Linked DNA regions of Mus musculus: regions 1 and 2 are each linked to region 3. The links are chromatin contacts, called in public Hi-C and promoter capture Hi-C maps. All regions are on one chromosome and are shown on one strand. The core of a region is the stretch at or near the end of the contact, and the rest is flanking DNA. Distances in the headings are between cores, read along the strand shown.

Region 1 (4,773 bases), core at 335-2,834, 270 kb after region 3:
CCAGCCCAGAACAGTCATGGTCAGCCTCTAAGGGAATGCGCACTGGCTAGGGGTTGCTCAAGAGACACTAGAACTTGAGAGAACCTGGGAAGTCCCAGAATGCAAGGGCTGAGCTTTGAGATCTTGATACCATACTCAGGGACCCACCGATCTTTGAGCAGCGACTACAAAACCAAACAGGCAGAGCCTTCCTAACTCCCTGTCCCAGAAAAGCTCTCCATCATCGTCTTAAGGGTCCTGGCACCTAGGACATCCTTGGTTGGTTGTGAGCAACCTCCTGAAAGCCCACGAGGTCTGGGAGTAGAGGAGGAGCTGGGCAGTAGAGGCAGAGATCGGGCAACCAGCACAGAGTCCCAGGTAGAAGGACAGAGAACAGGCTCTCATCTCAGGGAGGCAAAGTGCAGTCTATGGTTGGGTAAGGAGAGGGATTCAAATCCCTCCTGAGCCATTCTGGGGAGAAGGAGTCCTGGCGATTGTCTGGCTGCTGCATCTGTCTCTCTGGTCCACTGTGAATTCCTGCTCCTCCCATTACATGGGCGGGCAAGATTAGTCTAAAGGTTCCAAAGGCAGTGCCCATCCTCTGCCAAACCCTTGAGAGTTGTTACCGTTCCCGCCATTTGCACCCCTGCTTTGGGCACCCCCAGGCACCCACCCTGTTGTCCACTGGACTCTCCGCAGTGCCCTAAGTTCCCGCCACCACAGTCAACAGGATGCTCCCCTCCCCCGGGTTCCAAACTCCCCTGCTCTTGCCGTGCCTTCCCCGAAGCAGCCGGTGCCCGCTTGAACCCCCAACCCGAGAGTCTGACCCGCCTACCTCCGGCCGCGCCTCGACGTCCGCAGCCTAGCTTTGGTAGGGACGCGCCCTAAAGGGACTTGTGTGCTTGCAGGTTCAGTCCCCTCCGCGCGGCGACAAATCGACGGCTGTAGCAGCTCGTGTCGCCGGCGGGTCTAGACGACTGTAAGGCATCCCGCTACCCTGCCTTACTCGAGCCCCTTCCTCCCTAGCTGCCCTTGAGCACTTTCCGGTCGCCGAGGACCGCCCCGATGGCACCACACTTGAGATGTGACCGCGCCGAGGACCCGGGCTGCTACCGCTCCCGAAGTGGCCAGGGCAGGCTCGGACCTCGGCACCCGCGAACTCCCCTCCCGACAGCAGGAAGGAAGAAGGGTCGGAGGGAGCGGCGGGCGCTCCGAGGGGCGGGAGGACCCTGGTTCGCTCAGACCTCCAGGCTCCGCAGCCTCCGACGGCCACAACCGCCAAGATGCCCACCCGAAAACCCCCAGGGTCCCCGGGACCCAGGACCCCCGCTGACCTGCCTCTTGCTCTGGCTCCCACCGTCTCAGCGACCGCTCGGGCTCCAGCTCCGGCCGCGCCGCTCATGGGCGCACCCTGCAGGCGACTTCGAAACCAGCGCTGCTCCCGCCCCGCCCCGCTGCTGGGGGAAACCGAGGCCTCGAGGCGGGAACCAGGGGAAACTGTCTCTGGAAGGGCGAGGTGGTGATGGGTCCGGCAGCAAAGCACCCTTCGCCCCAACGTGGGCGCTTCAGGTCCACGCGTCCTGACCGCCTCCTCCAGCGCCACTCCCACCCCCACCCGAGTGCCCCCACCCATGAAGCCTTGGCGCCCCACCCCTCTCCGGTGGCTCCTCCACAAGGCATTAGGCTGTCTATGCCACTCTGGTCCTCCCAGTTTTGCCCTTTATCGGAGCTAAGCTGCCCTGATGCTGTTATGACCCAAGCTGCTTCACACCCGACCCTAGGCCGGGGCTGGGGGCGGAGGGGGGTTGGTCCTTTACAGTTCTTACATCTCTGATGCCTGTGAACCGTGACTCCTCCCCCACATCTTTACTTCTCTGAACTACTGAGCAAGGAGGGAGTGCATCTGCACCACAGCCTAACTAGGACTCTCAGACTTCTGGGCTGGGAATCTCCTCCTCTCACGACTGGAGGCAGCTGGACCCAAAGTGGAATCTTGTCTTTCTGGAAGGATTTGCAAATCTCAATCTGTTCACAACAGGGCAAGCCCTTCACACAAGGCCACAGCCTTTCTGGAACCTTGTCTTCTAGAACCTTTGCAACCCACAGGCTGTCTGGTTAGAGGAAAGTATGAGGGGAGGCTTGCTGAGAGCCAGGCTAGACCCCCGGGGGGCTGCAGTCAGGATGGGAAGGAATATCTCTTCAGAAGTAGGCACATAGTGAGTGCAGGTGCCAATGTCTGCCTTTGAAATGGTGATTGTCATCTACCAGGACTTGACTTGGACGCCCCCCACCCCATCTCTCAGGCTCATTCTTCCAAAGTCTGACCTTTTATTTCCATTTGATGAGCCCACCCTCGCAGTGTTACAGCATCTGTGGGGTAGAGGGTGTGCCTGTGTCTACAGATCTGGTTAGAGTAGGGACCTTCGTGCAATTTGCTTTAAACCTGAGATCCTCTGGAGGGAGCACAGAAGACTGGAGCACTGCCATCTCAGCTTCAGTTAAGAAGCCTAAAACCATCACCAAGCAGGACCAGTGCCAAGGGCTGCCCTGACACTGGCGTGCGTCGCCATGTGCCTTGCAGGGGTAAGGATGAGACACGATCAAGCTAGGGTCTATTCTCAAACTGGACTCTGCGTGTTTGTTCCTGAGTTCTCTTGGGGGAGCAATACTATCCTGCCCATTCCTGTCAAGACTCGTGTCCTGGGATGACTATCTTAAAAATGCCCCATTGAAGGGGATATGGGGACTCATGAAGTAGAGACCAACTCTTGGCCAGTTCTGGGGATCCCTCCTCTCTCTCAACCATTCCAATTCCAGGGCCCAGCACCTTTCTCCAGGGGGACCCTCCTAGAGCAGTGGTTCTCAACCTGTGAGTCACAATCCCTTTGGCAAACCTGTATCTCCAAAAATACTTATATTATGATTTATACTAGCAGGAAATTACTGTTACAAAGCAGGGAAGAAAGAGAGAGAGGGAGAGAGGGAGAGAGGAAAAGGGAGAGAGGGAGAGGGAGGGAGGGAGAGAGAGAGAGAGAGAGAGAGAGAGAGAGAGAAGAGAATTTTGTGGTTGGGTGTCACTACAACACGAGGAACTCTATTAAATGTTTGCAGCATTAGGAAGTTTGAGAAGCACGGGGCCAGAGGGTGATGCCTGGCCCACGGAGTAAGGCCTCCTTTCCAATACTGGTCCTCAGGAAAACAAAGCCAGTGGCCAGTTCACCCTTAGGTTCTGATGGGTACCATCTCACCACAGAAACTGTGTCCTATGGCCGTGACAGTCAAAGCCTGCTTGGCTTCAGCTCCATGTCATGACACTGTGTAGAGCCACAAGAAGATGGCTCAGGCTTTCCAAGCCAATAAAAGTTCACATTGGTCTTGGCCTGACTCCCTCCCCAGTTATATGTGTTGAGACCAAACAGGAACCGCCCTGCCCCTTGACAGTACATGTAGCCCCCAGAAGCCTGGTTTCTAGCTCTGGGTTTTGGTTTGTCAGTATAGCCTCAAGGCAGTCCCTGAAGGTTACAGCTGCCCACCCTTCTGTATGTCCAGGTCCCAACTCCTCAGCCCTAATCATGGGGCCAGCTGGGCTCTGTCAAGTTCCAGAATTCCACTCTCAGACTACTCCCCCACCCTACCCTCAGCCCTTTGTTCCTGCCCAGGATGCACCTGTGTGGCCTCTGGCCCTCATTGTTTGCTCTAGGGCCAGCTGAGCCACATCAGGGAACAAGACACGACAAGACTAGGACCATAGACCTAGTGGGCCCTGGGCCAAGTCCCCCAAGAACCTCAGGCCACCCCAAGTGTTCAGTCTTCTTCCTGTGAGCAAGAGGCTTATGTTCACCCTCAGAGGGACACCCTGAAAGGGCAAAATAACACCAGAGGAAGCAGCCAAGTCCAACGTATGGCTCCTAGGGGCTGTATGCACGAATCCAAGGCACGGCAGACAGGAGGGCAGGCCCTCCCAACCTGTAGCCTTATGGGAACTCCATCCTACACCTCTTACCAGTGAGAGAAGCTGGCCAGTAGTCAGCCTTGGAGCTATATCTGATGTGGTACTGTAGACAGAAAAACAGCTGAGGTGTGTGCAGCTGTCTTGCTTGGCCCCATGATGGAATGTGACAGCACTCCGTAGCTCCTAACAAGGCTTTGCCACTTACCACCCCCAAGGATGGTCTTGAACTCCTCCTTGTGCTCCCCATACCCCCAGTCCTGGGACCCAGTACGCCTCCTCCACATGACAGGATGCCTGGCAGTGGGGTTCTGCAGAGGTCACAACAGTTCCAGCATATCCCAAATGTTGGGGTCCACCTTGAGGACGACCTTGGGGGTCCAGCCCATGCAAGAACTGCATGCGGAGCACAGCTACTCGCAGTCATCCTGAGATCTTGTTCTCCCTCTTTATAGGACTCAGCTCCCAAATGGCAGAGACCCTGCTGTCCCTCCTCACACAGGACAAGGTAGACGCTCTCTAGGAATGTTTGTGACAAAGACCAGTCCTCCCAGGCTGATTTGTGTAAACCGAGCGCCTCTGATCCACCCTCATGCCAATCCATCCCCTGGAAGTGTGGCCTCCTCCTCTCTATCCCCACGTGGCCTGCTGGGGGATCCAACCTGCTGCTGTCAGACTTTTACCAGAACAGAGTCACAGCAGCCTGGGACTCCCCCTCACATGGCTGCCTCGCACTGAGACCATTCACATCTGACCACTTCCCACTGGAGGGATACAAATACAGCCCCCACCTCAGCAACACCCCCCCCCCCGCCCGAGACTTGGGGAAGTGCTACCCTTGTCAG
Region 2 (4,284 bases), core at 1,296-3,795, 420 kb after region 3:
CCACATAGGCTCCGGGCAGCCAGCATGTGTAACACAGTAGCCTCAGAAGGGCAACCTGTACTGCACTGTCTCCCTGGGAAGAACAGCTGTGGTCAGTGGGTCTGGTGGATGCCTGGGAAACTGCTTAGTCTACACCAGGGCAAGCTGGAGAAAGCCCACGTTCAACCAGGGCAGGCACTGAACCGGCCCCGGAGACTCCTCTACCTACAACTGGGAAACAATTGTCCATATTGACTTAGACCAAACAAGGGGTCACAATAGCAGTAACCATAATTAAAGTGGAAGCAAGCCAAACGGACAGAACCGCCCCCTCCCCCAAAACAAAACAAAACAAAAAACCGTGGGCCGTGACAGGATAATTTTATTTAGCTACTAAGGATAATAATACTAATGAAATAATAATAAAAAAGATAACCTTTAAAAATAATAGTCATCTGGACAGTGATGGTGCACACTCTTTTTTAATATTTATTTATTTTATGTACATGAGTACACTGTAGCTGTCTTTAGACACACTAGTAGAGGGCATCAGATCCCATTACAGATGGTTGTGAGCCACCATGTGGTAGCTGGGAATTGAACTTAGGACCTCTGGAAGAGTAGACAGTGTTCTTTTTCTTTCTTTCTTTCTTTCTTTTTGTTTTTTGGTTTTTTGAGAAAGGGTTTAGTCAGTGCTCTTAACCACTGACCCATCTCTCCAGCCCCAATGGTGCACACCTTTAATCCCAGCACTTGGAAGACAGAGGTAGGTGAATCCCTCTGAGTTTGAGGCCAGCCTGGTCTACAAAGTGAGTTCCAGGCCAGCCAGGGTTATACAGAGAAACCCTGTCTCAAAACAAAACAAAACAAAACAAAACAAAACAAAACAAAACAAAACAAAACAAAACAAAACAAAACATCCCCTACCCCACCCTCAAAGAAGAATCCAGAAAACCCAGAAAATACAGGAGACTACCTCTGGCATGATTCTGTTGATACAAAATGTGGAGAATGGACACATCTCTAAGACAGAAGCTATTATCACCCAGATGGCTGTGTGGGAACCTGAGACATAACCCAAACAGGAGGATGGTACAAGAGGAAAAAAAATGGGACAAGATGAGATTCTACAACTCAGTATAATGTTAATCCCCAGGAAAGAACAGGGCTACGAGAATTTGGCAGCCTAGAAAGTTTATGAATGGAAAGGAGAGAAGAGGGCATGGGAAATCTCTAATGGGTACAAGGCTCCAAGAGACCTAGGTTTACCGAGTATGTTGGTCTCCTTTGCAGAGTGGCCCTAGCTGAGGATGGTGCTTTCAGGATCCTGGCCCGGTCTTGACCATATGCAGTCAGGCTGCTGAATGGCTTCCTCTCAGTTCAAGCATCCCTGAATCCTGGCTAACTGCCGGCCTTGGGGTATGACCTGAAGATATACCTCGTGTTCCTTCATGTGAAGGTCTCCCTGTGCCCAAACTTGGCCCCTTCATCAGCGATATCTGAGGATGCCAGTGTGACCTTGCAGCATGATGACCCTGGCTTTTGGCACATCTGTAGTATCTTAAAGCCTGGGATAAAATGTCTTCATGTTATGGCACTCTTGGATCCTGGCACATAGGTTCTTCCTTATGAGGGCAACACAACAGGCTCTGGTGTATGATGGTTTGGTTTGCTTGGATGACCTATAGAAGCTTGGAAAGGACCAAGGTGCTGTGTACGAACTGCACGAGGGCTCATAGTCTTCTTGCTGGTGACTCTCTGAACAGTTGTCACCTTCCAGGTCAGCGCCATCACATCCCTTTCTGGCGTGTGGATTTAACGTGTCCTGGGTTCAGAAAGAGGGAACACTCTACTCTTTCTCTTGTGGAACCTCCGTTCTTCAGGAAGAGAAATGGGGACCGGATAAGTCAAGGTCATATAAAGAGTAAGGGCAGAATCCAAAAACTTGGGCTGTGGTTCTTGGACTAAGTATTCATTAATACCATTTATAGAGCAGAGAAGCGTACCGACTCAGGATCTTAACCTCAGAAGAGTCTGGCACTCTCAGTCTGAGGATGTGCGTGAATACTACCATCAGAGCCTCAGTGTCCATTCTGGCCCTTCTCTTGGGCCCTGCTGTTCTGCCTGAGTCTGGACTTCCACCTGTCTTCCCTCTGGTATTGAGGACTGCATCTTCTCTATCTCAGCATGCAGCTTTACCTCACAGGACGTCTCTCCACTTAGTTTCTGAGCCAGGGTTGCCATTCCTCACCAACTCCCAGCAGCAGGAAATAGACAGCTAGGCACCTATCCACAACGACACGCATGGAAGGTGTCGACATCATCGGGAAAGCCTGGCTCAGCCCTGGTTAAGCCGCAGATGGCTTTCTCAGCTATACCTAACCCATAAACAGTATCCACAGGTGAGAAGAAGCAAGAGGCGGGAGAACGGAGCCAGGCTGAGTGTCAGGCCGTAACACTGCCCCTCCTCCTGCTTCCTTCCTCCAGGGATCACACGGACAAGCCCTTGTTGCTGGGAGACAGGCCAGTCACTGTGTAGGCGAGTGTGAGTCATCTAGACCATTTTCAAGTGCTTGGGTTCCTTCCTGTGTAAAGAAGTTCCCGAGGCCAATCATCTCTCAGACCACGGTGATGACTGGGGGCTGGAGCAGGGGCCGACAGTCTCCAGTGCCTCTTCACTGACAATGATGGTGACAAAATAGTAACAGTAATAATAGCACCAAATGCTGACCAGGTCTGGGTGACACGTCACCAAGCTGCAGACGGATGTGTCTCTTGCTCCATCTGATATACGAGGACACATTGCTGGAAGGGTGAGGGGCTATGACTCACTTGGGTCACACAGGGCACAGCAGGGCTGGTGGGTGGACAGAGACTATCCTCTTTACTACCAGACTAGCCAGACTCTGAGCTTTGATCAACATGGCTTCACCCCTGCGCAAAAGCCCAATCTGAGTAAGAATTCTGTTCAATCAATTTTTCTAAGAACATATACTCTGTGTGTGTGTGTGTGTGTGTGTGTGTGTGTGTGTGTGTGTGTGTGTGTGTGTGTAGTGTATACGTGGGTATGCTGTATTTGGTGTGCGTGTATGTATACGTGTTTGAGGACACCAAGGCCGACCTCAGGAGTCATCTCTCAGATGCTATCTACCTTGTTTTTGTTGAGTCAGTTAGGGTCTCTCCCTGACTGGAACTTGTCAAGTAAGGTAGACTGGCTGGCCAGAGAACCCTAGGGATCTGTCTGCCTCAGTTTCCCCAGTGCTGGGATTGCATGTGGTTCATCACACTGGGCTCCTCTACTCCTGCCCCACACTTTTTTTTTTTAATGTGGATTCTGGAATTATCATTCAAGCCTCCATATCAACTAAGCTATCTCTCTATCTCCATCATCATCACCATCACCATCACCATCATCATCAGCGTTTATTATTATTATTATTATTATTTTGACAGTGCCTCACAGAGCCCAGGCTGGTCTCAAATAATTCACTATGTGGTTGTGACTAGCTGTGGATTTTTTATCTGTCTCTACCTCCAAAGTGCTGGATTACAGGTTTGCCCCCACCCCCATCTTTGACGTGTAGCTGGGTTCTTTGTCTCCAGGTAATGTCTGTTTACCTGACCTTCCTTCAGAAGAAAAATCCCATTGGGCTGGTCTAGCCAGAATCCTCCTCACTCCTGGCATTTCCTCTTAGTAATCTCCACTCACTGACCCTTACCCTGCTCCTTGGCTGTAAATTTCCATTTGCCTGCGCCTTACCTGGAGTGGAGCCCTGTCTATGCAACGGTGTCTCTTCCCTCTGGGAGGTATCCCTGAGTATATCTGTCTTTGCTACCTTCACTGCTTTCTGGCACTGGAAATTCTCTTCTCTTTGCTAGGCTGGCACAGGGTGCCTGAGTGCCTTGACGGAAAAGCAAAAGCACGAGGAGACATTTGTTCACAAGGCGGCATCGGAGCAAGGGGGTTTCAAAGAAGTTTGGTTTGATAAGCTAGCTTTGTTCACTTCCCACCGAGACCCCTAGCTATCTAGTGGTAGGACTTAGAGGCCCTGGTTCAAATCCAACCATTCACAAGAGTCGAGGAGAAAATTCAAGGCATTTAAGCCAACAACTGCTGGGACCTGAATTTCTCTTTGCTAACTTGATAAACCCATAAAGGGGCCAGGCACCCAGTCTGTTGGCATTCTTGGGATCACCTTTGTATAGAAGTTAGCCCTGATTCTTCCTCCAGCCCCATGCTCTCAGAAATAAGACTCAGACTCAAAAATATATTTACCTTGGCCTCATTGGATGTGACTTAAGATA
Region 3 (4,376 bases), core at 1,755-4,254:
GTGAATTCACCTGTGTGTTCCCTGGCGTCCCATGAAGGAGGTAGCAGCCTAAAAGCCATATCACAGAGAGGAAACTGAGGCCCACATGGTGCCATAGAGCTTGGCTTGTGTGACTGCTCTCCTCTGAACGAAGAGTGCAACCCTCAGATGCCAGGTGGACATGAAGCAGCAGGAGACACTCAGCCTTTGGGGTTCAGTTGTCACCCCAACCTGTAGCCCAGTGTCAGTCCAGATGACAGCCCTCCAGAAACCTACTCGCCAGAACCCCAAAGCAGCCTTACCTTCTATGATTTTGGTAAATAAGGGTGTGGCCATTAAGTACCTAGGGTTGGGCACACTGGTGTCCCAGGGGAGAGGTGAGGGACTTTAGAAAGACTGACCCTTCCACAGCGTTCCCATCCTGGCAAGAACAGCAGCAGCAACAGTAGGGGGGAATACCAGTAGCACCAAGACTTCCCACAGTGACACTGGCCAGGTTCTTCCCCCGGGCAGACAGCCTAAGTCGAATGAAAAGCTCTTGGCCAGGAGACACACAACAGCACCTTCCTGAAGGCCTAGTCTGGCTATGGTCACCAAGCACTCTCTTACGGTAAGCAGCTGGGTCCATAGGTTCCCTCCCACCCTTGACTTCTTAAAACAAGAACAGGAAGCAAGAAGAGTTTAACAAAACACTGTGGGGGAACCCACATCCGCTTTCCACCAGGGGAAGCTTGAGAGTTTAGAGTGCAGGCTCTTAGCACCAACCACAGCCTGGGCCTCGCAGACCAATGCTCCCTGTTCAGAGAGCCTTCTCACAGATAGTAGAAGCACGCCCCTTTGTTCACAGAGGCTGCTCTTCTGGCTGGTTTTCTGTGGGGCCTGAGCGTGCACACATACCCCACCTCAGTTACAATTTTGTATTCTAGAAGGATTAAATAGATGCTGCATCTCATGGAGACAGAGCAACTGTTGGTCTTAACTCTTGAGTCCCTTGGGAGCGCCATGTGACGTAGAAAGGACTGTCCCTACTGATCCGGGCTGCTATTCCCATGGAGTTCCAAGTTAAATGTAGATGTGAATCCTCCAGGAAGTCTGGGAACTCAGAGGACCAGGTTAGCAGGGTTGCGGGCTACTGTGAGCGAGGGAGGTGGAAGAGAATGGGTAGACAGATGGAATAAGGGAGGCGGGAAGGAAGGCAGGACAAACAGAAGGAAGGACAGAAGGAAGGAAAGACAGACAGAAGGAAGGACAGACAGAAGGAAGGAAGGATGGACAGAAGGAAGGAAGGATAGACAGAAGGAAGGATGGAAGGAAAAACAGATGAACAGACAGACAGAAAGAAGGATGGACAGAAGGAAGGAAGGAAGGAAGGAAGGACAGATGGTTTGAAGGACAAACAGACAAAGGACAGATGGAAGGATGGACAGAAGGAAGAAAGGATGTAAGGAAGGAAGAAGGAAGGACAGACAGACAGAAGGTACATTCAATAACAGTCAAAAAAAAGCATAACAGCATGGTATTTTGGGCCAGGACCACCACTCTGCCTGCTGCAGGACCCAGCCTTGGGTTTACAAAGCACTTGAACCCTGACAGTGGGCTACCAGGCAGATATTCTGGGAAGGAGACCCAGATGACCAGAAAAAAGGAGAGGCTTGTCCAGGTTTCAGGGCCCCAGTGGGAGGCAGGGGACCAGGAGTGACTTCTTGCCTCAGGGTAATCCTGTGGCAGCATGGTGGGTAGCATAGGCTTCCCATGGGCTGGGTTTCCTGGAAGGTCAGGAAACAACCACTGTAGCTTCTCTCTGCCTCTCTCTCTGCCTCTCTCTCTGTCTGTCTCTCTGCCTCTCTCTCTGCCTCTCTCTCTGCCTCTCTCTCTGTCTGTCTCTCTGTCTATCTCTCTGTCTGTCTCTCTCTCCCCACTCTTCCTCTCTCTGTCTCTCTGTCTCTGTCTCTCTGTCTCTGCCTCTCTTTCTCTCTGTGTCTGTGTCTGTCTCTGTCTGTCTCTCTCCCTCCTTCCCAGCCTCCACATCAGTCACTCCACTCACCAAGGCCAGACCCTGCCACAGAGAGGGAGGTCCTGACAGCTGTAACGTGCTTTCTTATACTGGCCCTGGGACCTCCCTCTCTCTGTGGCAGGGCAGACCAATGTATGGAACCCTGAAGCCCGTTGCCCAGGTTTCTGAAAAAGGTCCAGTCTTGGTCAGAACCAGCAGGCACAAAGTCACAGGTCTCATCCAGTCTGCCTTTCCAACCAGCACTGTATAGCCGATCTTCAATAATAGACTCACACCATCTTTGCAATGCTGTCCAGAGTCCCCATCTTCCCTATGGACACACATACACCATTCTGTGCAAGGGCCCTGGGACTGTTGTAGGAAGCCAAACCACACATGGCCTTTACCCCACCGCAAGCACAGCCGGCACTCGCGTGTCCCTCTTCACACCCCCACCACAGTTACACAGTCTCCAGGCACAACCCGCTAGCTGCCAAGGGCCACTGAGCTCACACCCACTTTTTACTCACCGTCCAATATCCGAGCAGATCTTGGAGTCAGCCGCTACCGCAGCACGCGTGAAGGCACCGGGACCACAAGAGGCTTGACGAGGAGAAAGGACCGCAGCCAACACAACGATAACCAGACCTAGACCTACACCCAGCAGGACCAGGCAGACCGTGGCCCTGTGACCCCAAGCCATGGCTCAGTGGCCCAGGGACAGAGAGGGAGGCAACTGGACACACAGGGCAGTGGACAGACAGAGACAGACAAACTGACTGACAAACTGAAGGGAAAAGAAGCTACACAGGGTGATCTCAGGCTATTGGACAGAGGGGAAAGATCGATGGGTCAAGACAGACAGCCACACAGGCCAGACAACTGGACAGAAAGGATGACGGACAGCCTTACAGATAGGTGGCCAGGCAGGTTACAGAGGAGAAACAGGAAGCCAGCCAGCCTGGGTTTATGGATAGACAGACGGCAGGCTGTGGCCAGGCTGCTGCTACACTCTCCTCCAGAGGCAGAACTAGCCACAGGTCTGAACTTGCAGTTTTCAGCTCCCGAGGCTCAACCCTGGAGGCAAGCCAGGCATCTACAGGGAGTTTTTTTTTTCTTGAGAAGAGCCAGCTGCCGCTGTTAACTCTTCCATCGCCAGTTGATCCCATGGCCTGCCCTGCTGCCCCAACACCACCCAAAGACTCCTCAGTCCCAGTGCCATTGGAAATGTGATGCTTGATGCACCCAGGGGAACTGGGACATGGAACTCAGGGAACCTCTCTCACTGTTTTCCTGCCTCCCAACAGCTCAGGGTCAGGGTGTCTCCTGCAGGGTGAAACTCCATTCCCCAGCTTCCACTCCCAACTGGTTCCACCCAGGCAGCCTCTCAATGCAATCACCCAGCTGGTACAGAGATGGGGCTGAAGGTAGACCAAGGTAGCCACTCAGGACCGTGCTGTTTTAATTTTTAAAATTTTTATAGAAATGAATCTTTTAAAATATTTTAAAGATTTATTTATTTATTTATTTATTTATTTATTTATTATATGTAAGTACACTGTAGCTGTCTTCAGACACACCAGAAGAGGGCATCAGATCTCATTACAGATGGTTGTGAGCCACCATGTGGTTGCTGGGATTTAGAGTCAGGACCTCAGGAAGAGCAGTCAGTGCTTTTAACTGCTGAGCCAGCTCTCCAGCCTCGTCGGGACCGTTTTATTACAGCCTGGCACAGCCTCATCCAAACATCTGAGCATGGGGTGGGAAGGGAGTGGGCAGGCAGGCCAGATGTCCAGTGCCCTGACACCCAGTGCTGCTGACACACAGTGCTGGGACATAGTGACCCATAAACTCAACCTTAGACCTCTAAAGGACGAGGCTGCCCTGCTCAAGTGCCCTCCCTTTTTCTGCAGCTCAGAGGCCCACTTGCTGAGTCCAGAAGAACTCAGGGCTATTTCTGTGCTGGTGAGCCTCCTCCTCTGGGAGCCTGGCTTGGGTCCTATCTTTCCATGATCTCAGGATGTTCCAGTGGGAGGCAGCTGGAGCAGTGAGGACCCACCAATGTGCTCTCGTGATCAGAATTAATACATGTGCAGGGCAGAAGAGCTCTTGGTTTCAGGCCTTCCCATCATTCCTCACTCTCTTTCCACTGAGCATGCCCCCCGCCCCCATCTTCGTACCCCCCGGCTTGGCAATGCCAAAAAAAAAAAAAAAAAAAAAAAAAAGAGGCCCAGAGAGGGAATGCCCGCACTGGCCACCCATCCTGTTAAGTGTCACACCCAGAGTCCCTGCTAAGCCTGGACAAGGGAGGCTGTTTCCTGTAAGCCTGTTCCCACATCTTCCTAGAGGAAGAGGGGAGTGTCTGTGGGAGTCTTCCCCATCCCAGTTGTCCCCAACACTACAA

The links. Hi-C and Micro-C count contacts between places; a contact is called where the count stands out from the background. Capture Hi-C pulls out chosen DNA fragments and counts their contacts.
Region 1: a promoter capture Hi-C map of adipose tissue shows a contact between it and region 3. The contact joins the promoter of Adora2a here to the promoter of Ggt5 in region 3. A contact is called at or near these places in 1 of 39 promoter capture datasets (the C10 cell line), 1 of 115 datasets of contacts at active chromatin or transcription factors (memory CD8 T cells) and 1 of 9 other capture datasets (adipose tissue).
Region 2: a contact with region 3 is called in a Hi-C map of the N1E-115 cell line, with 3 times the contacts expected there. The contact joins the enhancer-like site here to the promoter of Ggt5 in region 3. A contact is called at or near these places in 2 of 39 promoter capture datasets (the C10 cell line and pre-B cells), 2 of 484 Hi-C or Micro-C datasets (B cells and the N1E-115 cell line) and 1 of 9 other capture datasets (liver).

What each region holds. Positions count from the first base shown.
Region 1 is chr10:75,313,688-75,318,460 of GRCm38.p6, reverse strand. It overlaps Adora2a (adenosine A2a receptor), which reads right to left and starts at 1,584. Exons shown (of 3, transcript NM_009630.3): 1 at 1,314-1,584.
Region 2 is chr10:75,168,907-75,173,190 of GRCm38.p6, reverse strand. The region is part of intron 16 of Bcr (BCR activator of RhoGEF and GTPase); the gene reads right to left. Among named protein-coding and RNA genes, the nearest start is that of Specc1l, 41 kb to the left of the region's middle. Within about 2 kb of position 2,545, at least 154 of the 459 cell types and tissues checked have an H3K27ac peak or open chromatin away from gene starts, as enhancers often do. A contact at or near this core is called in the N1E-115 cell line, where this site is marked.
Region 3 is chr10:75,588,009-75,592,384 of GRCm38.p6, reverse strand. Ggt5 (gamma-glutamyltransferase 5) reads right to left here and starts at 3,004. Exons shown (of 12, transcript NM_011820.5): 1 at 2,503-3,004. The coding sequence starts at 2,675.